3 separate regions of the Mus musculus genome follow, and all the other regions are linked to region 2. A link is a contact called in public HiChIP or PLAC-seq data. All regions are on one chromosome and are shown on one strand. Each heading gives the region's core, a stretch centred on a gene start, on an enhancer-like site or on the middle of the called end of the contact. The rest is flanking DNA. Distances are from core to core; before and after follow the strand shown.

Region 1 (4,925 bases), core at 103-2,602, 660 kb after region 2:
CATGCTAGAGTCTTTGCCACCATAGAGGAGATCTTTTCTCTTCAGAAAAAACAATTTGCAACTTTTCAGTCTCTTTGGGGGTCCTTGTGTGTCTATCTTCCTCCTTGGATATGTTTACTCTCCAGATAAGAGCAGCTAGCCTCTGATTTCTTTGCCAATGATTAAACATCTGTAAGGGACACAGGATATAAAAAGAATTCTCTTCTGTAATGATTAGTGTGTTTCTTTGTTTTATAAATAGCTAGTATTGAGAAAAGGATCCATTTTTAATGAGAACCATAATAGAAGTTATTCTAAAAATTTTTAAAAATATGACAAGATATTTTCTAATAAATCATAGAATGCCTTCCTAGAAATTAGGGTTTTCATATCTTGTATACAATAAGAGTTAAGAAAGAAACATACTTTAGGGCCTCTGATTTTTACATACTATATATATTTCAAATCATTTAAACATAAGCAGCTCATCTTAAAATTAATTCTAAGGTTATTAATATCCCATTGTACAACATACCTTGATTACTATCATTGTTTAGAAGTATCGTTTGTCATGATTCAGTAGTAGAGGAGAAATGATGGATGGAGTAGTGGGATGTTTAGTGTCTAATTACCGATGAATTTCTTTTTCTTCCTGATTTGGTTAGAGGTTATCCGTGACTAGATGCTTGTCATGAAAGGCATGTCTACAGGAAGACGGTGAAATTCCGTTTGCAGTAGAATCACTGTTGTTGTATTTGCAGGGAAGTACACTGCTGTGGTAGCACAAATAAGTCAAAGTTTGTGCCACATGGTTAGGTCAGTGTACTTTGTACACTCACAGTGTCCCCCCGGACTGTTTTAACAGTGAGTTCAGCAGTGGGTGTGGTTTCCATATGAATAGCTCTTCCTCCTATGGCCGTTGTTCACTCTGAGACTGTTTGGATATAACTTCTCCTCAGGTTCAACATTTGAGGCTCAAATGTGATCTATCTAGGAGGAATTCTTGAGAACTGTATTAACATGTTTGAAAGAACTGGATTTACTGAACACACTACTGTGTCAGAAAGGATTCCTTGAACGCTTGGACGGTTTCTAAACATAGTTTATAAATAAGGATATAAATTATCTGTGAATTAACACACAAACGACTTGGAAATGTCGAGGGCTCTGTCGTCTAGATGACTCATTTCACCCCCATTGAGTCACAGCTTCCTCTTGCTAACAGATGCTTAGAAATGGACTGGTTCGGTGAATTTCAAAGCAGCTGGAACCTCCGTGGCCTTAGCATCTCCTTTTCTGGATCACTGCGGCCTCTGGGCCACATGTAGGGGTGAGCTAGGGAGAAAGGAGCTGTGCGCAGACTTGCCTCCTGGCCTCCTGCTTGGCTGCCACTCACACAGCTTGCCCCCAGAATGGACTTCCTGTGTTGTCAGTCTTACTCAGTATCTCACCAAGCACTCTTTGTCACTCAGCCTGAGACAGAAAGGGGCGAGATAACAAATCTAGACTGCTTGTGTTGATTTTGTGGATAACCTAAAGGGCTCTCGGGGGGGGGGGGGGGGGCCCACCTCTACTTCGGCAACAGCCTTTCCTGTGACATTGAGCCAGGCTTTGGACATCCCGTTCCTTGGTTTGTGTCAATGAGGAATGAGGACCGCGGTGCTGTGTCCTCTTACTTTATTACAAAGTGCAGTAACTCGAACATTTTTCTGAACATTGAAAGCCCTTAGCAAAGAAAACATAACGAAACGCAAATTACAACCACCACAAGAGACAGACGGTCTTTTCTGTTCTCAGGAGATGGGAAGGAAATCACAGCTCACTAATTACATTCTTTACCTCCAAAAAGAATATGTTGTAGTCATGTAAATAAGGTCTTCCCTTCCGTCATCCTTCCAGTTTCCCCTATTATTATTGTTGTTGTTATTGTTATTATTTGCCCACATCACCATCCTCTTCCTGCAGATTTCCTTCTTCTACGTGGGAGACCTTAACACTTATATGGGGTCAAAGTTCAACAGCAACTGGCATTAGTCAAGAACGTGTCTAGTAGGCACCGAGACAAATAAGGAGATCAACTGAGTGATGGGACTGCATAGCAAGTCATGGTGTGTTGGCTTCAGCAAATTCCCTGGGTTCAGAAATGAATTCACAGAGGTAGCGTTGGCAAGCAGGGTCTCTGGACTTTGGTGTCTTTATATCCTAGGATGCGTATTTATCCGGAGCTCTTTGCAAAGGGATTGGACAGGATGGAAACCATCGAGAAATTGAAAGATTCTTCCTGTTGTGTGGGAGAAAGTATCATATCTATACCTGTAGCCTTTACCTTCCTTTGGTTAAACAATGAAAGTAGGCTCAGTGCACCTGGGAGAGAAACACTGGATCATTCCATTGCATTAGAATTTATAAAATATTCCAAAAATTCGAGAATGTATTTTAATTTCACGTAACAAAAAAAATCCCCCTTTAAGCGGTTGAGTTTATTGCTGCTATCTTGTGTTATGAAGACACTAGCAATATCAATCGTGACTTAGAAATCAGTTTACCTCGTCTTCCTCATGACATCTCAGGAAGGGACCTGCACACGGGCTCCCCATGCATCACGCATGCGCACCGTTTCCATGTGGACCGCAGCACCTGCACGGCAGGGCTGAACTCCTGAGCTCTGCACAGGAAGTACTTATACTACGTGTCCTAACGTTGTGCTTATTTCATTTTTCCTCCCAAAGACGTTATTCGATATTGGGTAGGAAACACTCAGAGATGATCCACATAGGACATATATTCACATATACATATACTTTTTAAAAATAAGTTATAAGACACATTCCAGTCTGTTCATAATATGGATCAGAATAGAAGGTAGATTATTAACTTTGTAAGCATTTTTCCCCCGGGTTTGTTTCGCCTTTATACCAGACATGCATTACTTTTTTTTTTTTTTAACTAAAATGTGAATAAAGAAAATGTTTTGACACTTGTTCAATAAAAGTGACTTTTGAGACAATTTACCAGTGGCAAATAATATTTGTGATTTATCATTTTTGTCAATCATGATAAAGGATCTGAAAATCCAGGAGAAAAGGCTTTTTTTTTTTTTTTTTTTTTTTTAAAGGCACACATTCAAACCCACAATGGTTGTGCTCCCTCTGCTGGCTCTACTGGGACAGTTTGGGAGGATAGAATAATAGCAAAGAAAATTCTGATTTTTGTGTGTGTTTTACATATTGTTTTGACAGAGACGTTTCTCCTGACAGAAAGTTTTAGGTTAGTTGGTAACATTTCCCCTAATATTTAGTAGTGATGCTGAAGCAGGCCTAGATTACTGTCATATTTTAAGTGAATTTCCTTTCTTATGTTAAGTAGAGCATAAAATGTAGCAATTATTTCTCCCCCATATTTTCCTCTGTTTGGGTACAGTCTCACTATATAGGCCATGCTGGTCTCGGCCTCCTAAGTACTGGGATTACAGGTGTGTATCGCCATGCCCAGTTCAAAATACAACAATTTTATTTTGTTGAAAAAAATTTTTTTTTTGTTAAAGATAACCTTGTATAACTAGTTATTGATAATTTGGTGTTTTCATCATTCATTCCAGTGTGTGTGTGTGTGTGTGTGTGTGTGTGTGTGGTATATGAAGATGTGTGTCTGTGTGTGTGTGTGTGCATGAGTGTGTGTATGTGTGTGCACATGTGTGTATGTGGTATATGAATGTGCGTGTGTGTGCATATGTGTGTGCCTGTATGAGTCTGTGTTCATGTATGTGGCATATATATGTGTGTATGTGTATGTATGTGTGGTATGTGCACAGGGACATGTAAAGTACAGCTCAGGTGTGATTGATTAATGACTGCTTGTGAGAATACAGTTTCTTCTTCTACCGTGGCTTCCAGTGAATCTCAGGAAGCAAACTCAGGGTATCAGGGGTGGAAACAAGCACCCTTAGCTTCTGATCGGTCTCGCTGGTTCTGTAACTGAGTCTAACCGTTCATTTGTTTACCTGTCCATCAGGCTCACACCAGAAAATAACCAGATGGGGATGATATCAACATAGGCTATTGCATTTAAGAAACCACTTTGTTAGATAACGTTCGTCTATATCTTCCTGTAGTATAGATATTTGGAATTGCTCAGGTAATATAACTTTTCATGGTCTAGAAATTAGAACTAAAGGTTCTCAGAATTACCCATTTTCTTTCTGGAATGTTGACGTTCACATCTCAGTGATGATCCATAGATACTGTCATTTAACAAATGCTTGCATTACATCACTGAATTCTTTGCTGTATTCTGTTATAACATTCTACACCATGTCTTAAAAAGTGTTCGATGTGGGCTGGAGAGATAGCTCAGCAGTTAAGAGCACTGACTGCTTTTCCAGAGGTCCTGAGTTCAATTCCACTGTTGTGCCTGAAGACAACAACAGTGTACTTACATATATAAAATAAATAAATGTTTTTTTAAAAAAGTGTTTGATGTGAAGCTTGTCTGTATTGAATTCAGCTCCTTCTACTGGTCTTTGCCTTTAGGTGAACATCAGTCAAGTAGCAGGTAATAAATGAGCTGGTTCCTAAAGGATGTGTGCACTCAGCAGGGAGGTTTTGAGGAGGTTGAGAGGCTCTAAGGACTTTTAGAAGAGTCAAAGAGAGAATCACTGCTTCTAGGAAAGGCCAGACTGCTAGGAAAAGGGGTGGGGAATAAGGAAAAGATGGGGGCGCTGTGTAGCAGGGAGGATAGAAACAGCATTTCCTTACCTGAGAAACCCTCCCCCTAAATATTTATCTTTGTGAGGAAATGCCCTAACAAGTAATGACGTAAACAAGTTAACATCCGCAGTTCATTTTCAGACCCTGCAAATCATCACCAAAAAGAAGGTGTGGGTCAGAGGCAGCTAACGTCAGGGAGAAGCGGTTTCAAAAGAAGCAATTCAGCTGTAGCTGCTAGAG
Region 2 (4,521 bases), core at 119-2,618:
GTGAGAGATGGTCTCCAGGTTTCCCTCCCCGGATCCCCAGGAGATCTCCATAGTAAGAACAGTTATGGGGAAAGGGCTTGATTATCTTAAAAAGAACAGTTGGGCCAGATCGAGTAGGGCCACAGATCTCAGGGTACAAGAAGCAGATGTTTGGGTTAAAAGGTACCTTTTGCTGGTCTGCCATAGTCTTCTAATTGTTAGAGAAACATGCTCTGTGCCGAGAGAGAGAGAGAGAGAGAGAGAGAGAGAGAGAGAGAGAGAGAGAGAGAGAGAAAAGAAGAAGAAGAAGGAGGAGGAGGAGGAGGAGGAGGAAGAAGAAGACAAAGACGAAGATGAAGAAGAAAAGGAGAAGAAGAAGAAAAGGAAAAGAAGAAAAGAAAAAGAAAAGAAAGAAAAAGGAGAAGAAAAAGGAGAAAAAGAGAAAGAAAAAGAAGGAAGAAGAAAGAAAAAGAAGAAGGAAGAAGAAAGAAGGAGAAAGAAGGAGGGAGGAGAGGAGAGGAGAGGAGAGAGAGGTGTCACAGGGTATTATGATGCGCCACAAAAACTGATTCTTTACCATTATCTTAGGAATATCTGAGTATTATTAGCACACACACAAAAATCCTACCTCACTTCATTATTTTCTTCTGTCCTTCCCATTTCCTATTTCTAAAGGCCTCTTTCTCTGTATGTCATCAGAATATGTTTGAAGAATTTGTAAATCTCTTAGAAACAAGGGGGCAAAAGAAAGAGGAGGGTAAAGCCCTATTCAGGATTTTCAGAGTAATGAAACTGTTCAGTATGATATATAATAGTTAGGGTATATTTGTCAGAACTCCTACAACGTACAATGTTCAAAATGAACTCCAATGCAATCTATTATGGATTCTAAGTGATTGACAATGGTACGCTGTCAAATGGGTTTAACATTTGTCACAAATGAGCTGTTCTACTGAGGAAGGCTACGCGTGCTCAGAAGCAAGACTGTCTTTTTTTTTTCCTTCCTCGAAATTTTACTGTGACTTTAAAGCTGATTTTATATATGTATATGTGGTCTTTGTATATGTATATGTCCCTGGTATTTGGTAATTCATTACCTCATTAATGATTTCGAATGAGCGCCTTTTTAGGCCTGTCCTGAGATGGATCTCTTTGAGATGCTCTAGGCTGGGGACTAATAAAAGGGCGACCTGTCCTCAGGTGCTCTAGGAATGCAGCGCCTCCACCCTCCGCAGTGACGATGCATCCTCTCGCCCCACAGTGAAACCTGCCCTCACAGGAAAATCCAATCAAGTGGGACGATTTTTTTTTTTTTTTTCTTTTCCGCTTCGGTTGCCACCGCCCACTGTCGACTAGATGACAACCTAGAGGGCTCCCGGGGACTTGCCTGACTCTTCCATCTCCTCCCACCTAGGGACACCTCCGGAGCCGGGCGGCGGATGGGACGCCGGCGGAGCCAGAGAGCATGCGCGTCCGCGCCGAGCATGCTCAGTAGCGCGCGCGGCTCCCCGGAGCTCCGGCGCCGATCGGCGAGCGACGCGGAGCTCTCCGCTGGAGCCGAGGGAGCGACAGGAAGTGAAGCGGCCCCGCCAGGCGACCTCGGCGGCAGAACCCGAGGCGGCGGAAGAGGCTCTGCGGCGGCGGCGGCGACGACGTCGACCCGGGAGGCCGAGGGAGCTGAGCGCCGAGGGGACACGCCCGCTCGGAAGCCGGACCCCGAGGCGGGCAGGATGGATCACCACCAGCTGGGGACTGGTCGCTACCAGGTGGTGAGTGCGCGGGCCCCGGGGAGGACGCTGGCCTCGGGGCGTCCCGGCGGGCCCCTTCCCGCCCAGCCCACCTCTCCGCCAGCCCCCGGCCGCAGTCGACGGCCAGCGCCCCGCCGAGCCCCCTCCCCGGCGACGCTCCCCGACTCACCCCGGCTGGCTTTCTTTCCCCTCCTTCTTCCCTGACTCACACACCCGTGAGCAGTGAGTGGTGTCCCCCTGCGGCGGGGCAGGGTGCAGGTACCTGTCAGGGAGTCGACCCGACCGGTGGCCTGAATTGTGTGAGGTTATAGAGTGGGGTGCAGCAGGGCTACAACCGGCGTGAGGGGTAGAGAAGAGCTGTGATGGGGAAGGTGCCTCTCTTCTAGTTAACCTTGTCATTTTGCCCTTTTCCATTGTGTTAGTATTACAGTGATCGTTTTTTTTTTCTTTTTTTTTTAAATCTGTTCCTGCTTTGCCTGTGTTCGTGTGTGCAGCGCTTTATTAGAAAAAAAAATCAAACCTTGTTTGAAATGAAATAGTTTTCATTTAATACAGAGTTTTAAAATCACTCAAGTATGTAAACCACCAGCTATGCTTAATGAGTGAAATGCGCCCTGTATTTTCTTTGTCAGAATCTCTGTATTTTACACCCTGTGTGTTTTAGTGATGTCATTGGAGATAAATATTGTGAATAGCATTGTCAGCAATATTTACTTTATTGCGTTTTCACTTATAAACTTTTAGATAATTTAGTGGAACATAGTTACGGGGGGAGAGAAGAAAAGCATTTGTGCATATTGTTGCTATTGCGTGTCGGGTTTATAAGATTGCACAGTTAGTCCTATATGTCATCTTTTCTGTCTGTCTGCATGTGTGTTGTGCCTTTTGACAAATCTGAAGGATTGTGGTAGAGACTTAAATTTTCATTTTTTCTTTGGTAAGAATTCTCTGTCATTTGTGTCTATTTGCTATAGCATGGCCAGGTGATTTAGATTATGAACTTTCTGAAAATTATCAACATTTTCAGAATGGCTTAGGAAATAGAAATCTTGCCAGTTTATTGAAGGTGCTTTTCAAGTTGTCAGCTTTGGGTAACTTTATATTTTTTAAAAGACATTGTTCCCTTTCTAAGTGTTTGCAAAAAAAAAAAAAGCCACGTAATTTTATCATTGATACTTGTTTTACTTCTCAAATCTTACCCACTTCTGTTTGTGTCTCTAAGTGATATAATTTGATTTGAATTCTTTCTTTGGGTTGCTTTTCCTTATTGGGCTCAACCATGGATGATACTTAAAATAGTGTTAATAGTTTTAATTTATTATATTGTCTCTTTTGCTTTTGATGGAGGTAACTAGTTGAGACTATTTTTTTCTCTCAAAATCTCTTCAGATAATGTTGGAGTTTACTTTTGTCTAAACTTTGAAAGAAGGTATAAAATACTACATTTTTTTCCCTTCAAAACTGAAGCTGTGTCCTATAAAGACTTTGAGTGGGTGGAGCCACTCTGTAAGGGCAGAGGGCAGAAATCAGTCATTCTAAATAAATTATTTCTTTTAGATAGAATATTATTTTTTATGGGGAGAAGCATTGGAGAATTTTATTATAGTCTAAATTTGTATTTTCATTCTTTTACTTTTGTGGTTACATAGTAAGTTCGTGTGTTTAGGATGATAAACTGCCCTCCTCCCTTTTTTTTTTGCGAGTAGCTTTGTCTGGGAAAACGGCATAGATACAACTGAGTTTGAGTTTTGCGTAGACTCGGTAGCTGGGGTTCAGTCTGGAAGCTTAGCTTATGTAATGGGCATGCCTGTTTTATGGCTACCTTTAGGTCAGGCCTTATTTTGAAACTCTAGAATGATTAATAAACTGGAGCAGTAAACAACTTTGTTAGCGATGATGAGGTCAGGAGATAGGGAACTGTACATAGGGGTGAGAAACACTGTGCTGTGTGGATTTACTCTTATTTAAAGAGCTAAAACTCAGCTCTGCATACTGGTGATGCCTGGTGATCAGAATGGCTTACTGTCTTTAATCCACGTATACAGTTTATCCAGGACATTTTCTTTTCTTTAGGGTATCCAAAGGGTTTATTCTTTTATTATTGCTTTAGCCAACATATTAAGTGTTGGATTTTATAAGTCCTTTTTGTACTTTCGTGTCCTACATATGCATACGTATGTATATATAAATTTAAATCTACATTTCCTCTTAGGATAGAAAACATGCCTTTTTCTCTCTGAATCTGGCTTATTTCACTTAACATATTGTGTCCCTTCCCACCCCAGTTCCATCTGTTTTCCTGTTTCCTAAGAATGTTCATTCTTTTCAGCTGAATAAAACATCCTCATGTATCTATACATTTTCTTTGTCCATTTATCTGTGGCTGGGCCTCCAGGCTGTGTCCACATCTGGATGACTATTATTTTTAGCCAGACTGGCCTGTGCACATTCTGGATAAGCATTCAACCATCGAGTAGCCAAGGAGCTCATGATCCTCCTGCCTCAGCTTCCCACTAGGCTAACAGCCACACATCACCATCCCTGGCTATAATAATGTCCCCCCACCCCATTCCCTATTCATTGCTAGAAATCCACAACAATAGACAACATGTACAGCTACAATGTCTTGCTAATTTTCTAATTTCAGAAAAAAAAAAAGATGAGGCATGGTGTTTACTTTCAGTGTGTTTTGGGAGATTGAGTTGTGCTTGATAGGAAAAGAGCGATGCGCCACACTGCCTAGCTAACTTGCTCTGCATCTGCCACTGCAGCTTGCATTCTGCTTTGCTGGTAT
Region 3 (4,930 bases), core at 731-3,230, 600 kb after region 2:
CGAGGCAAGGATTGTACCATTGAGCTGTAAGTAGATCCTTACCCTCTGGGAGGACTCGTGAAGACTGCAGGGATAACGGAGACTTCTACCTTCCTGTTTTTGTAGTGGTTGGGTATTTGCATATGTAACATATGCATTTGTATTTTAAAATGAACTTAGCAAGCTCACATTCTTAAGATAAAATCAACAAAGTTTAGGAGAACAGTAGGTATAAGTGGCTTTAGAAATTGGTAGGTTTCAAACCCTGGACAAAAGGCGGACCTGCCTATTTAACAAATCAAAGTGGACCTGCCTACTGATTCCCCCCCCCCCTTCTAATCCCTCAGTCCCTTCCTGACACACAGCCCTCCTGACTGGCATACCCCACCCACCCTTCCCGTAAATGCTACCGCAGAGGGGGCTGGGCTGCTCTTCCCAGTGCAATTCAACCATTTTGGTTACCTAAAGTCTTTGTTTCTGTGGGCCTTCTGGTCCCCTCCTCTCCTCCCTCCTCCATCCCCTCTTTCACGTGGCCCAGCTCAAGGTCATGTACACTCTGGACTTTCCCAGGGGTCCCTGCCTCTGTCTATGCTCTCTCACAAGTCTCTAATGAAGTTTCTCCTCCACCACACCTAGGAGTACTCAGGTTTCCTTGCCTTTTTTGTTTTCTTTTGTTTTGTTTTGTTTTTCCCATTCACTTGGGGCTGAAGCCCGGACTGGTCAAGTTCCTTTCCTTTTTATTTATTTATTTTTTTATTCAGTAATGTTGAGAAGAATTCGGGAGTAAATTAAACAATTTTTGTGCTAATAATAACAGAATAATCCTCCTCTTTAAAAAAAAAAAACTAAAATTGCTTAAGGCATTTAAAAAACTTGTTACTACATGCCTTATAATTAGCCTAGTATTAGAAACAAAAGAACCCCAGCAGAGTTTATCTGAGCCATCAGTGCCAAGGGAATGGATACAGACTTTGAACAATGACCTCAGATTTCTAGTCTAACCTTTCATTTCCGGACTGCTAGCTGATGGGTAACATTCTGAAAGACAGCTTCCCCAGTTTCTCCCTCCCTCTCCTTTGGAACTCAAAGGAGTTTGCATCTTAATCCGTTTCTGTAGAATTATAGAATTGTAGAATATTAGAAGGTTGAATTTGGGTAAAGCTTGGAGAAAAACATTAAAATTTCCTCTGGCTCTCTGGGAAATGTATAACTCTCCTGAGAGAAGATCACAGCTATGCTTCTGCCAGCAGGTCTTTGGCATTCTCTTAAAACAAAAGCTAGACTACAACCACCATTAATAATGGTGTGCATTACTCATAGGGACCTGTCTTCTATGCGCTGCTCTTTACTTAATGAATATGAGAACACACTGTATTTCGCCTTACAAAGGGAAGATCAGAAGCGGTCCATTCATTTTGTTGGATTGAGTTGTGTGCCCTCAGAAACAGAACAAAGCGGAGGGTGGAGCCAAATAAAGAGAGCACCACTACCTGTAAACCCACAAAGATTTCCTAATAAGAGTATTGCAATTAAAATAATTTTTCTGTGAACATTTTTGGTTCACAAATTCTATTAATGATGGAGAACAGAGTACTCTACTGTGATAAAATATTCCGGTTTTCTCCTCTTTCCTTCTCCAGCCCTAAACATTAAAAATTTGTATCACTGACGACTTAAAAGGTTCACCCTCAAGCATCCACTGTGTGTGTGAGTGTGAGTGTGAGTGTGTGTGTGTGTGTGTGTGTGTGTGTGTGTGTGTGTGTGTGTATGTATGTATGTGTGGTGGATGGAACTCAATACCTCACTCCAGCTAGGCAAGCACCCAGTCACAAATCACAGGTTTTCACAGATTTCCCTATTTCTCATTATCAGAAAGTCTTTTCAGATGCTTTACAGAGGTCATTCAAAGTTAAAATTCAGCAACCCCGCCCCGTGTGACCCTTTCTCTAGATTCCCACCCTGGGGTGTTTCCTTTCCCCGCTCCCCTAGGGAGCAGGAAGCTTATCAACAAGACACACAGGTGTGAGATAATCAGTTAAGCTCCTCCCAGGGGTGTGGATCTGGAGCGAGTGGCGGAGAAAGCCCAAGTCCAGTGTGCTCAAAGCAAAGTTCAGTAGTGGGAGAGAGTGTCCCGCTTTTGTCATTTAAAACCACTTCCTTAACTCTTTATCCTCCAGGTACTATCTCTATCTCTGTGACACTGAATCTTTTATCAGAACTTGTTCCTAAATAATGAAGTTCACATTACCTTCTAGTGCATTTTCTTCTTTTAGTTATGATTTAACCCAGGTGCCAACTTGGGATTCCAATGATTCTATTTACCTGAATTCTGGCTTGGGCAATTTGCCTGAAAATGTCAATCTTATTTTTTGTTTAGATTTACTTTAATACTATCCAACAATAGACTCACCATATCTTTTTTTTTAAGATTTATTTATTATATGTAAGTACACTGTAGCTGTCTGCAGAAACTCCAGAAAAGGGCATCAGATTTTGTTACGAATGGTTGTGAGCCACCATGTGGTTGCTGGGATTTGAACTCAGGACCTTCGGAAGAGCAGTCGGCACTCTTAACCACTGAGCCATCTGACCAGCTCCTCACCATGTCTTTTTTACTAGTATTGGCATCAATGGCCAAACAAATGTCGTAGATTGTTGAAGGTTTAGATATGCAGTTTTGATTCCCAGGAAGTAATACTGTAGGCAGATATGGTAGGAAGTAATACACTTTCAGAGACTAAAATATGAACATTTAACAACGATGCCCCAGTGATTAAAAGAAGCTCAAAGGAAGAAGATGCTCTATTGTAAGTCAATAAGGAACTTGATAGCACAACACAGAGTACAAAGTGACCTAAAGATCCGAGTGGGGACTACAGGAGATAAACGCATACAGGCGGTTTACGGTGGGCTCCTGCATTGGTATCCTTAACCAGAAACCAAAAATGCACTTTGTCCTATCCTGGCTGAAGGGGAAATGCCAGGACTGTTTCTATTCTGCTTCTTAAATGATTTTCGCGTCTCCATTCTTGAGATCAGAACGTCGGAATAGCCTTGGGCCTGACCTCCACCTCACTGTCAGCTTTGGAACACACCTCCGGCTTCCCGGGAAATCCCAACCAAGTAAAATCCGCTTGGCCTCCCTCTAAACCGCTAGTCCAGTCTGAAAGAATAAGCTACCGCTCGCCCAGAGTGGAGACAAAGCATTCCGATCTGCTCCAAAGATAGAAATACTGCATGCCATTGTCTCCTCCCTTAAGAGAGATAGTGCATCTGGGTGTGTCAGTCACCTGGTCAGGTCTCCAAGCCACCAAGAGAGCTGACTCACCGGAAGGTGGAAGGGATAATTTCTGAGTTGGTGAGACAGCATGCCTGTCCTCCCCTAAAGGCCTTCTGTCCCCTGTGCAGCATTGCAGAACTTCCGTCTTGTAGCACGGAGGGGCGAGAAACATAACTTCCCTTTCCTTCGTCTCTATCTCTTTTTCTTCAGGATACTGCTAAAGTCTGGGAATGCTCTTGCTGACCCTCTGGGCCTTCTCCTTCCTTCTCTAAAGGTCTCCCCCACCCCCCGCTGCCTTTTTCCAAGCGGCTGCCCGCCTGCCTTGGGGCCGTTTGGCAGCTCTACTCTGTTTCTTGGACCCTAACGCCACAGAAATGGCTTTCTTTTCCTCTTCTTTCCCCTTTCCCAGAGTTTGCCAAGATTAATAGTTTTTCTGTCCCGTTGGTTTTCTTGGAAACTTCAGTAATAATATTGTCCCCGAACTTACTTTTGAGTCTGTTTTTAAATTCTTTTACTAACAAAACCAAGAACTCCAAAGAGAGAACTCTAATTTCCCTGGTAACACAGGCTTCTACTACAATAGTGCATTTTATTAGATCTGAAACTCTTGCATGATACAAAGGTGAACATTTAAATCTTGTTCTCCTCATGCATGCTAGGCAAGGAGCTGCATCTTTAGTACTTGATTTGCTTTTAAATTAAATAAGCGTCCATTTCCTGGCCTGCTGTTCAGCAACTCAGAAACCAAGGGTAGAAGAATCATTTGAACCTAGAAATTTGAGACCACCTTGGGCAACCTCTACCTCAAAGCTGGGGGTGGGGTGGTCCAATAACCATATTTTCTAATTTTAAAAAACCAATCCTAGTTTTAAAGTCCATATGCTATTATTGGTCACTAATCACCTTCCACTTACCCTTTGTCTTAGTTAAGGTTTTACTGCTGTTGACAGACACCATGACAGAGGTGACATATAAAGGACAACATTCAATTGGGACTGGCTTACACAGATTCAGTCCATTATCAAGGTAAGAACATGGGCAGCATCCAGACAGACATGGTGCAGGAGGAACTGAGAGTTCTACATCTTCATCTGAAGGCTGCTAGCAGAATACCGGCTTCCAGGAAGCTAGGATGAGGGTCTTAAAGCCCACACCCACAGTGACACACCAACTCCAACAGGGCCACATCTTCTAATAGTGCCACTCCCTGGACCAATCATATACAAACCATTGCTTTTAAATTAAATAAAAGTCCATTTCCTGGCCTGCTGTTCAGCAACTCAGAAACCTAAGGTAGATGAATCATTTGAACCTAGAAATTGTTATGACACCCTTCAATCTGATTTTTTACAAAGATTTGTTTGTTTTATGTATATGAGTACACCGTAGCTGTACCAATGGTTGTGAGCCATCATGTGGTTGCTGGGAATTGAACTTAGGACCTCTGCTCGCTCTGGCCCCTCTCGCTCTGGACTAAAGATTTATTTATTATTATATGAGAGTACACTGTAGCTGTCTTTACACACACCAGTAGAGGGTGGCAGATCTCATTATGGATGGTTGTGAGCCACCATGTTGTTGCTGGGATTTGAACTCAGGACCTTTGGGAGAACAGTCAGTGCTTTTTAACTGCTGAGCCATCTCTCCAGCCCTCAACCTGATGTTTTTGTC

What was found. HiChIP or PLAC-seq counts read pairs in DNA pulled down with a chosen protein or histone mark.
Region 1: a contact with region 2 is called in an H3K4me3 HiChIP or PLAC-seq map of bone marrow-derived macrophages, with 3 times the contacts expected there. The contact joins the enhancer-like site here to the promoter of Ndfip2 in region 2. A contact is called at or near these places in 2 of 39 promoter capture datasets (the 3T3-L1 cell line and stem cell-derived epiblast-like cells) and 8 of 115 datasets of contacts at active chromatin or transcription factors (acute myeloid leukemia, bone marrow-derived macrophages, embryonic forebrain and 3 more).
Region 3: a contact with region 2 is called in an H3K27ac HiChIP or PLAC-seq map of trophoblast stem cells, with 13 read pairs. The contact joins the enhancer-like site here to the promoter of Ndfip2 in region 2. A contact is called at or near these places in 2 of 39 promoter capture datasets (neutrophils and pre-B cells) and 4 of 115 datasets of contacts at active chromatin or transcription factors (bone marrow-derived macrophages, embryonic stem cells, epiblast stem cells and 1 more).

The regions. Positions count from the first base shown.
Region 1 is chr14:105,921,794-105,926,718 of GRCm38.p6, forward strand. No RefSeq gene overlaps it. Among named protein-coding and RNA genes, the nearest start is that of Spry2, 27 kb to the left of the region's middle. Within about 2 kb of position 1,353, at least 135 of the 459 cell types and tissues checked have an H3K27ac peak or open chromatin away from gene starts, as enhancers often do. A contact at or near this core is called in acute myeloid leukemia, bone marrow-derived macrophages, pancreatic cancer cells and 1 more, where this site is marked.
Region 2 is chr14:105,257,255-105,261,775 of GRCm38.p6, forward strand. It overlaps Ndfip2 (Nedd4 family interacting protein 2), which reads left to right and starts at 1,369. Exons shown (of 8, transcript NM_029561.5): 1 at 1,369-1,748. The coding sequence starts at 1,419.
Region 3 is chr14:105,859,116-105,864,045 of GRCm38.p6, forward strand. No RefSeq gene overlaps it. Among named protein-coding and RNA genes, the nearest start is that of Spry2, 35 kb to the right of the region's middle. Within about 2 kb of position 1,981, at least 34 of the 459 cell types and tissues checked have an H3K27ac peak or open chromatin away from gene starts, as enhancers often do. A contact at or near this core is called in embryonic stem cells, epiblast stem cells and trophoblast stem cells, where this site is marked.